Regions from separate parts of the Danio rerio genome. Here region 1 is linked to region 2. Evidence: chromatin contacts called from public Hi-C data. All regions are on one chromosome and are shown on one strand. Each heading gives the region's core, a stretch centred on a gene start, on an enhancer-like site or on the middle of the called end of the contact. The rest is flanking DNA. Distances are from core to core; before and after follow the strand shown.

What was found. A called contact is a pair of places that touch in the nucleus more often than the background predicts.
Region 1: a contact with region 2 is called in a Hi-C map of embryo, with 2.1 times the contacts expected there. The contact joins two enhancer-like sites. A contact is called at or near these places in 2 of 18 Hi-C or Micro-C datasets (caudal fin and embryo) and 2 of 4 datasets of contacts at active chromatin or transcription factors (embryo and gastrula embryo).

Annotation. Positions count from the first base shown.
Region 1 is chr9:33,156,106-33,160,952 of GRCz12tu, reverse strand. All of the region lies in intron 3 of si:ch211-168k14.2, which reads right to left. Among named protein-coding and RNA genes, the nearest start is that of tmtc4, 46 kb to the left of the region's middle. Within about 2 kb of position 1,567, at least 4 of the 62 cell types and tissues checked have an H3K27ac peak or open chromatin away from gene starts, as enhancers often do.
Region 2 is chr9:32,971,478-32,976,138 of GRCz12tu, reverse strand. The region is part of intron 4 of LOC137496480 (a long non-coding RNA gene); the gene reads left to right. Among named protein-coding and RNA genes, the nearest start is that of zic2a, 12 kb to the right of the region's middle. Within about 2 kb of position 1,813, at least 3 of the 62 cell types and tissues checked have an H3K27ac peak or open chromatin away from gene starts, as enhancers often do.

The DNA of each region.
Region 1 (4,847 bases), core at 318-2,817, 190 kb before region 2:
AACCAGCAGAAACAACTCTGGCAACTACAGCGCGCTGAAATCTTCCTCCATATGTTCAGAAAATTTTAAACAAAAACTTACAAAAATAAATTTACTTTCTAATATCAAGACAAAGACTTCTGAAAGGTAGTAATAAAAATGAACCTTAAAAGAATGCTAAACCAGTTTATTATTAAAGATTCCTCCATCTCTTTGTGTACATGTAAAAGCACTTCATTCAATTCACTCACACCTAAATGAGACACCCAGACTTATCATGATTAGGCATGAGCAGGTATAAGTTTCAGACAGCGTAATAACCTTGGATAAAAAATATTTTAAAAATATCAAAAATAATGATCAAAAAAGCAATGTGCATTATTATAACTCATACATCTACAGCTATGAAAAAAAATTAAGACATCACCTTTAAATTCTTATGTTCTGGATGTTCATTCATTTATTCATTTTCGGTTTAGTCCCTATTTTTCAACCCATCACTGGGAATCACACACTCATTCACACACAATACTGTAGTGTACACTATATGGACAATTTAGCTCACCCAATTCACCTGTACCATATGTTTTTAGACTTGTTAGGAAAATCAAAGTAACCTGAGGAAACCCATGTGAACACAGGGAGAACATGCAAACTCCACACAGAAATAACTCAATCGGGGCTCAAACCAACAACCTTCTTGCTGTGAGGCAATTGTGCTAACCACTGAGCCACCTTGACGCCCTTAAGATATCTACAGCTATAGAAAAAAATAAGACACCACCTTAATATTTTTGGTTTTGGATGTATTAGTTTAAAATGTTTTATTCTGTTAAGGGAGCATCATTTTTCATACCCAATTTCATTTGTAATTTAGAGAAAAATAATTGGTTAGAATAACAAAACCAAAATATCAGGCTAATTCCACCAAATATGGAGTTCTTAACTCTTCTTATCTCATATTACTATTGTTTTGTCTAAAAATGTATATATTTTATAGAAGTCTAAATCTAAGGCACCATAATTTTCCTCAGTTGAAAGAAAATAACAAAAACAAAATCAATGTCTCTCATGTACTTCAGCATGTGCACACAGTAAAGGAAAATGATGTTTTATCTTTAGTGATACTAGTTGATCATACAAAACCTCCCCAAAGACTTTGTTCTTTAGCAAAGCCTGACTTTTAATGAAGAGTGGTAGACCACTGTTTAGAGACGAGCGATGACAACTGATGGTGCCTGGGATCAAACACCTGATCAAAACATGACATCGAACGTCAGATCCAACAGAGCCGATCACGTGTGTTTAGAACAATGTACAGAACTTCCAATTGATCAGCCATTCTGATGAGATGAAATGTTCTCATCAAAGCTGGAACACCTAATGGGGAAATCACAGTCCCGGTACAAACAGCAGCATTATCTCCAGGGCATCCGCACGCATTTTTTTGTCCACAACTGAGAGCCAGCATCTCAGCCAAGTGTGCGGGTTCGTGTGGGGGTCTGACCCGCACTACCACCCACCCGAGTGTCACGTTTGACGCCTGTGGTAGGATCCATCATGTGGTTGGCAGGCTGGCTGATAAACAGGCCTGTCCCATGGGAACACGCTTGTATGTGTGTGCAGGCTCTCCAACAGCTGAAGAGTGGTGGAGCTTGCAGATGTGAATCTGGAAGCGACAGAAGGTATCGGCGTACACATGTTTGTTTTTCCACCTCTCCTGGAGGAAAAAGGAGGCCCTTGATCTAGCGCTGAGCAAAACAGTTAGCTTTTGTTTCAAGAGATGAAAACCAGTGTCGCTGCGAGGAGGGGCCAGAAAATGAAAGAAAGACAAAAAGGTGGGGGTCGCTTGAAGTCCGGAAACTGGACGAAGAGTCTGGGTGGTCACTTGCAGACGGCCGTGACCCTTGACCTGGTGCGCACATGATCAAGAGAGTCTCTCTAAAACACCATCACACAAACTGAAGATATCACAAAAGACAGCGGATCACATGTAGCGAAGGGTCTCTCACCTTGTTCATTGATTTCTGGCTTTATCCCTAGTTTCTGTTTGTGTCCACTAGACTAAGTGACTTCTGAGAGTAAGACTGAAATAAATATATAAGCCTTCCAGGGTGTACAGGAGACCCCTGCTGACCATGCAGCACAGGTGGTCTGCTAGCAGCGGAATGATTGAATTATAAAATGGTTTTGATTTCCATATTTAGAATGGCCTGAACATACATAAAAGCCTATAAAATGTACATTAGTGAAGATTTCTCTATGCTACACGAACTGCGTTTGGACTATATCACAGATGCCAGAATGAAATGAACTGACAACATTAAAACCTTTATTTATTAATCAATATTAATGTAACTTTATAATTCAAATGAACATGACTTCATCATTAAAAAATTATAATATAACATTGGTTTGTTCTCTCTGCCTTTCTCTCTTTATGCATAAGTTATCAGTATAACCATTGATATAAATGTTACACAAAAATGGTTTGTAATGACCTCAGTTTTGAAATGCTTGTTTGGTGCATTTTTGCTGCAGCAGGGGGAAAAACGAAAAAAAAAAAAACAAAACATAGAATTACTTTTTCTTTTTTCTTTTTTTTTTTTAATTCTTAAACAGGTTTGCATTTTGTAGCTCTGTTTTTAATTAAATTCAATTATAATTGCTATTTTCTTGTTTAACTTAATCAAAAACCTCTCCAAGCTATTGTTGTAAAACTAAATAAAGCAAGTCATTGAACATCACTGTAATATTAAAGGCTACAATTAGCAACAGAGCCCAAACTATTTAATTAAACTGAAATTTAAGATATAGTTCTTGACTACTATTTATTAAAACATGTAAACTACACCTATTATACAATTATGTTTCTATTCAAATGCTCTGTTAACCTCCTAGGGCTTAGTGTCCACATATGTGGACAGCACATTCATCTCTTAAAGTGGCTATTTAAAATACTTTGAATGTTTTATATGTTGTTACAGACATACAGTGTCATCCTGCAACTGTTTTGCAGCATATGAAATGTCCCAAACACTATTTTGAACTGTCCAAGATGGGGAAAAAAGTTTTGCTCTCTGATAGTCAAAACATGTTGAAAAAAATTTATGTTAATTATGCATTAAAAACAATCAGCAAAAAGTGTTTTATGTAAATTCAAACCACGAGTCCACATATATGGACATCATTTTTCTCTAAAAGGTCATCATATCAAAAGATGAATTAGGGTATCTCTAACAGGTAAACATTATATTAAATATCTAGCCTAATATAGCACTAATATGTCATTTAGAGTAATACTCTTCTCTCATTTGTTAAGCAAATAAATGCAGCTTTGTGTGACACTGTTGGAAAGCTGTTTTACTGATGCTTTTGGCAGATGAAATATACATTGTGTGATTGCATACAGTTATCATGGAAAACATCAAATTTATTTCGTCCTTTAATTAGTAGAAGAAAGAAAGAGAAGCAATTATTACACTCACACAGTATATAAAAATTACTTCTCATTTGCAGGGCTTCACTCATCGATCATTGTAAAGCTACTATGCTAACTGTGCTATTCATATATACACTATATCTGTTATGATATAAAGTCATTTATTCAACATTATGTTTAATATTTCTTCTTTGAATTACAATGAAGAATCAGCAATGCTTTGACTCATTTACCACAATAGCAATTAGCTGATAATTTCACTTCATAATACTTGATTGACTCACTCTGCTGACCTCACAGAATTAGACACAAGTTAAAGATACTGTATGTTGGAACTTTCTCAAACTGTCTAATAATTTAGCAGTGAATCATAAATACTGATTACATAAACCACATCACCCAGTCACCATTTTAACACGGGGAGAACATGGAAACTCCACACAGAAACATCAACTGACCCAGTCGAGGCTCGAACCAGCGACCTTCTTGCTGTGAGGCAACAGCACTACCTACTGTGCCACCGCGTCACCTGATAAAACAAAAATGTTAATTTATTTTATCGATATCCAGAAGTTATGATGAATTGGGGAACATCATTTAACAAATTAAATAACAACAAATATGAATAATTAGCAAACACTGTAGCATTGTAAGCACTAAATCTAAACGTTTCATATTAGTGAAAGTGCTTATGCTCACAATGGCTGCATTTATTTATTCAAAAATGCATTAATATTAATATTGTTGAGAACAAAACTGTTTGCATTTAAATAAATTTTATGATGTCCTTTACGGTAAATATAAATTTTCAGCATCATTGTGAAAAAAAAATATGCCAAAAACTCAAGACAACAATTTATTATGTTGCTTTAACTTATTTTAATACGTTAATTTGGTATCAATTAAATGTACTTTATATTATACAAAGTTTAACTTATTATTTTAGTCAGTTTGATTAAGTTAAGATTACTAGAAAAGTTAATTTGATACAACTAATAAAAAGCAAGCAAGAATTATTTACAATGTACGAATGTCTCTGTCAGGAGATTCTGAATGCAATCTATGACTACACTCTAAAAATGCTGGACTTCACATTAGGACTGGGCGAATTGGCCTAAAATAGAAATCACGATTATTTGAACATTTCAACTTGATTACGATTAATGATTGCTTATTTTATATATTTATTTAATTTTTTTGCCCTCATAGTCCACTGACAGGTTTTGTACAGTAAATATGTTCACATATTACAAGTGAGAAATTTCTGAATGAAGGGTGCATTACTTGATTTTAAAATAATTAAAGGAAACACACACTATCTATCTACTATCTATGATTATTTATTGAACATCAGCATTGAACAACTGAAATTAAAACATACATTGCCTGAAACCAACAGTCACTTTTTTCTTATAAAAAATGAAAA
Region 2 (4,661 bases), core at 564-3,063:
TCATGTGAATGAGCTCCAGACGGAAACTTTTATTTCGTGCTTACCTTATGATAAAACCTGTTGCACATTCACCGGTTCATGTCTCTGAATTAGCGAGTTTGAGCTACTTGTAGCAATCAGAAAAATCAAAACACCCATGAAGAAACTCAACACAGAGGAACATAAAAACCTGGTTTGAACCTTTAATGTCACTATTTTGCACACAGACAAGTGTTGGCTAATTGCAAATAATGTATTGTTGATGAAGCGCAGAGCAATGAATAATTCAAACGACATATATACACACATATCCATAAGTCATTAAGGAAGATGCTGACCCTAATAAGAAGACGTTGACATGGGAGACTCGGGGTAGTTTCCTGACAGCATGGGAGCCATTTAATCTAGCCCTTGATTAACTCATCGTCTGTCCACTTGTCCTACAGACATGTGCTAACATGTCATAATCGTCATAATTCTCATCAGCCTCTACTCGCTCCCCAGCTTCCTGATTAGGGCCCTTTTCCCAGAAGGCCTCTGGTTAAAGCTTAATAATTCCCCTTAGCCTCACCCCAGTGTACTGTAGGCCCTTCAATTAAATACAGAATAACTAACGCACGCGTACTGACTCAGGATGGACCCTACCTCCAGCTATACTCCATGCTGACAGGCTGCACTGTTCTTCGGTTTGCAGCAATTAGTCCCCTCTTATCAAACCCCTGGCACAGAGTGTGCTCTCCAAATGTGCTTGCTTGTTTTATTTTGTGAAGTGCCACCACAGTGCTTTGTGGACAGGGAGGAGGGACTTGTGTGGTGCAGAATTCAGCATTAGGAACACAGCTTGTTGCTCGCTGCACCTTCAAATAGCTTTCCTCCCCTTTGTTTTATGTGCTTTTTTGGTACGACAGGACAATATCTGTCAGGAGTGCCACTCTTTTAATGCAATTCCCTCTTTTCAGCATCATTGTGAACAGCTGTCAACAGTGTTTCCCATTTATTTGTCGAGTGCTAGAAGGATGGGGGCCTAGCAGAATCCCCCAGTTCTTCCGCAAGCCCACCGGGGATCGTCTTCGCTCAGACTTCCCACGCGAGCTATGCGCGAGGTGGGAAGTAAATGCACTCGTTTCCCTTCCAGCTAGGCGCTGTTTACTTTTCAACACCTCCTTTGAGGGCCGCATCCCAGAGACCAGACAGCCAAGAGACTGGAGGGATGTCACTACACAACACCAATTTGTGGAGTAGTGCGTTTGGCTCTCCATGTTTATGAAGCCATCTTCTGCCACACGAGCACCTGTGTGATGATGAGATGTGCCGCCTCAAATAAGAATACCTCTGTCAGGATGAGCGAGCCCATCGCGTCCTTTTCAACATAAATATGACTGTCAGGAGTTTGGGGATACGTGGTGTTTCTCATTGTTTTTGCCACTTGTGATTTGTCAAGAAATCAATATACTCATTATCACTGCAGCTGCCTGAGAGTAGTGAAAGAATGTATGTCAGGAGACGGAGATTCGTGTGTCTGACATGTAGAAAATGGGAGAATTAAGATGACACCTGTGTATATGTTGAGGAATAATATCACATGAGTGTGTAATGAAGCTTCTGTGTATCTTGTGGAAGTTACAGGGACATTTTTCAAGTATTAGATTACTATAGTTTTTTTGGGAATAAATTCATTATGCATTTATGATAACACATTAATCAATTAATTGATTCCTATATTAAGTCCGTTTTTTATCGTGGAACACAGCGGAATTCTGGCATATATTTTACATAGCGGATGCACTTCCAGTCACAACACATTCACACACTCATACACTGGCCTATTTTGTTTACTCAATTCACCTTTAGCACAAGACTTTGGACTGTGAGGGAAACTGGAGCACCCACACAAACACAGGGAAAACATGCAAATTACACACAGAAATGCCAACTGACCCAGCCAGTAATCAAACCAGCGACATTCTTGCTGTGAGGTGACAGTGCTCACCACTGAGTCACTGTGCCACATATATTGATCAATATTCAATTTAATGTATACATGTTATTATATTATAAAATATACTTTTGATACATTTAAAAATTTACTTTTAAATTATTGTTACTTTTTATTTTTAATAATAAATTGTTAGTACTATATACTACTATGATAAATAATTATATCATTTACATTTCAGTTGTTTTTCATAAGACAGTTATGAAGCAAATTAAAGTAAGAACAATGGCTGTAAATCATGGTTCTGAAAGGACATTGGCCAGACTAGATCCCATTTCTCCAAGAAAGTATCTCTTTTTTTCTAGCAATTCCAGTTTTATGGATTTGCAGCAAAACTTCAAAACATAAATTCACATAAAATGTATGTTAACATTATATTGAAACTTTTGTTTATATTTTCCAGAACAACTAACCACTGAGTTATGGGAACAGAAAAATATCAATCTGTAAACATTTTTTTTATAATTAAAATGATAAAAAATAAACATGCGTTATGGATGGGACCAATAAACAGTCTGCGAGTTTACAACATACAACATGCTTTGTAGAAATTCTGTGAATTAAACTGCACAACCCCCCAAAAAATTGCTAATCAACAGAACAAGAGTTGTCTCACTATAAAACATAAATGATTGATTTCATTTTATTTAAAATGTTGATATTTATGAGGAAAAAGCTTCACCTCTGCATTATGGATGTGACAGATGTGAAATTGCCACTCGTTTTCAAAATTATTTAAAAACCTTGACAGACATTTTTGAATATTTCTAAAGTACTGTGAAAAACTTGCTTGCACAAATAACCTAAAAACGGTTTCAGTATTTTAGTGAAAACTGCATGAAATATCTCTAATACGTTTTTAAGAAATGTAGTACTTTGTCACTTCCTAGATTTTTTGGAGTCATGCTGACAATTATATATAGAAAGTTGCTTGGGACGTCATTTCTGTACTTTTTAAAAGGTAAATTTGATACATGAAGGATTGTCTTCTGGGTTTTTTTGTTTTAAAATTGAGGAAATTTTGTTGGCTGTTAAACTTGATACTCTTTCTGGTGTGCAGAACCGTCATTTACTTTTTTTTACAAATAACAAGTCTAAGCACATTGACTTTATTTGTGCTGAAGTGGCAAGGGAATCATTACGTTCAGAGCTGTCACAACGATACATTTTTGCACACATAAATTAAAATCTGCTCCATTCATTCAAATCAGCATCACTTTGGGCATTAGCTTATGTTAGCGTGCATTGTTGTTCTAGGCATTGACATGTGTCAGGTGCTACCTGACTAGCTGCTGATGAGCTCACTGACCATGATCGTCAAGACTGTCAGGGGACCCTGGACCACCAGCATGGAAACTTGACGTTCAAAGTCAATCAAATTAGCTTCTTCCAGCCCACTAGCCTGAGCAATGAACAACCTGCTCAAAACCAATAGCTTGGAGCTGATGACATCGATGAAGCGATCGCACATGCACCTCATGGGGTAAGACATACATTGATAAATATGGAGGATATGAGCAACGCCATTGAACAGTCTTCAAAGAATAACAGTCAGTGCAGCATAATGACGATAAGTCAGAGATTTGCTTTCTCTCTCGGTGCCTTGAGCATTGTTTTGAAGAGAAGGTATCAAATTGGACTAATATTTGCATGAGACAGAGATGTTTTTGTAGTATTCAGAGAGCTCCACAGGCACACGGCCTCCCCATGTGACGACCAGACAGTGAAAATAAAAAAAGGATCAGTTCTACAACTTACGGCACAGGAATCCATTCCGCACAGACTGCTACTGTTTTGATGTTCATCTTCAACCATTCCTGGTGTTTTAATAACCTGTGGAGGGCCACTTGTAAACTCTTGATGTGGGCAAAGTCAAAAACTTGTAAGATATTAGATATGCGCAGGAATATCAAACAAAATTCTCGGAGCACTGGGGTGTTTTGCTTTTCACATTTGCTTTTAAGATTTAGTCAAAGGTGCTCAATGAGAAAAGTACGAAAGAGACAGCTGGGAAGAAGCTTATCTGCAAGATGTAAGGAGGGTATCTGCGTGCTATTTGATATTTTGAAAAGAGCCATCAACACTCATTTCTGTCAAATTCTTCTGAATGGCGTTTGCCTGCTCTAAGTATCGTTGGACGCAAGAATAACAGCAGGAGAGAGACGTGGGGTGTCTCAGATATGGCTTATCGGAAGTACGTTTGCAGAAGGCTTTGACTATGTATATTAACCGATTGAATTAAGCACCACAACAAATTAATTTTGACAAAATGCATAGTTTGCCTCTGTGTTTTGGTAACTCACATTGTAAAGCTTGATGATGTTCATGTTTATTTACATTGTGCTTTTACAATGTAGATTTTGTCAAAGGAGCTTAACATAGAAGTTCTAGTAAACTGAAACTGTGTCAGTCCAGTTTTCAGAATTTAAGTTTAGTTCAGTGTGGTTTAAATTTAACTGCTGGAAGTACAAACACTGAAAAGCAAGTCCATTGATGCGCATTCCACAAGTCCCAAATTGTGGGTTTTTATTTGTTGAAAGCAGCCAGTTGAGTCAAATTTCCTTTTCCTCCATAAGCCTGAGAAAAAATGCTGAAATAAACAGGTAACTTCAAACCGTATGCCGGTTTCCATGACAAATACAGCATAAAGGTGGAGAATGTAAGGGGTTCTGTTCCATTAAGTCAT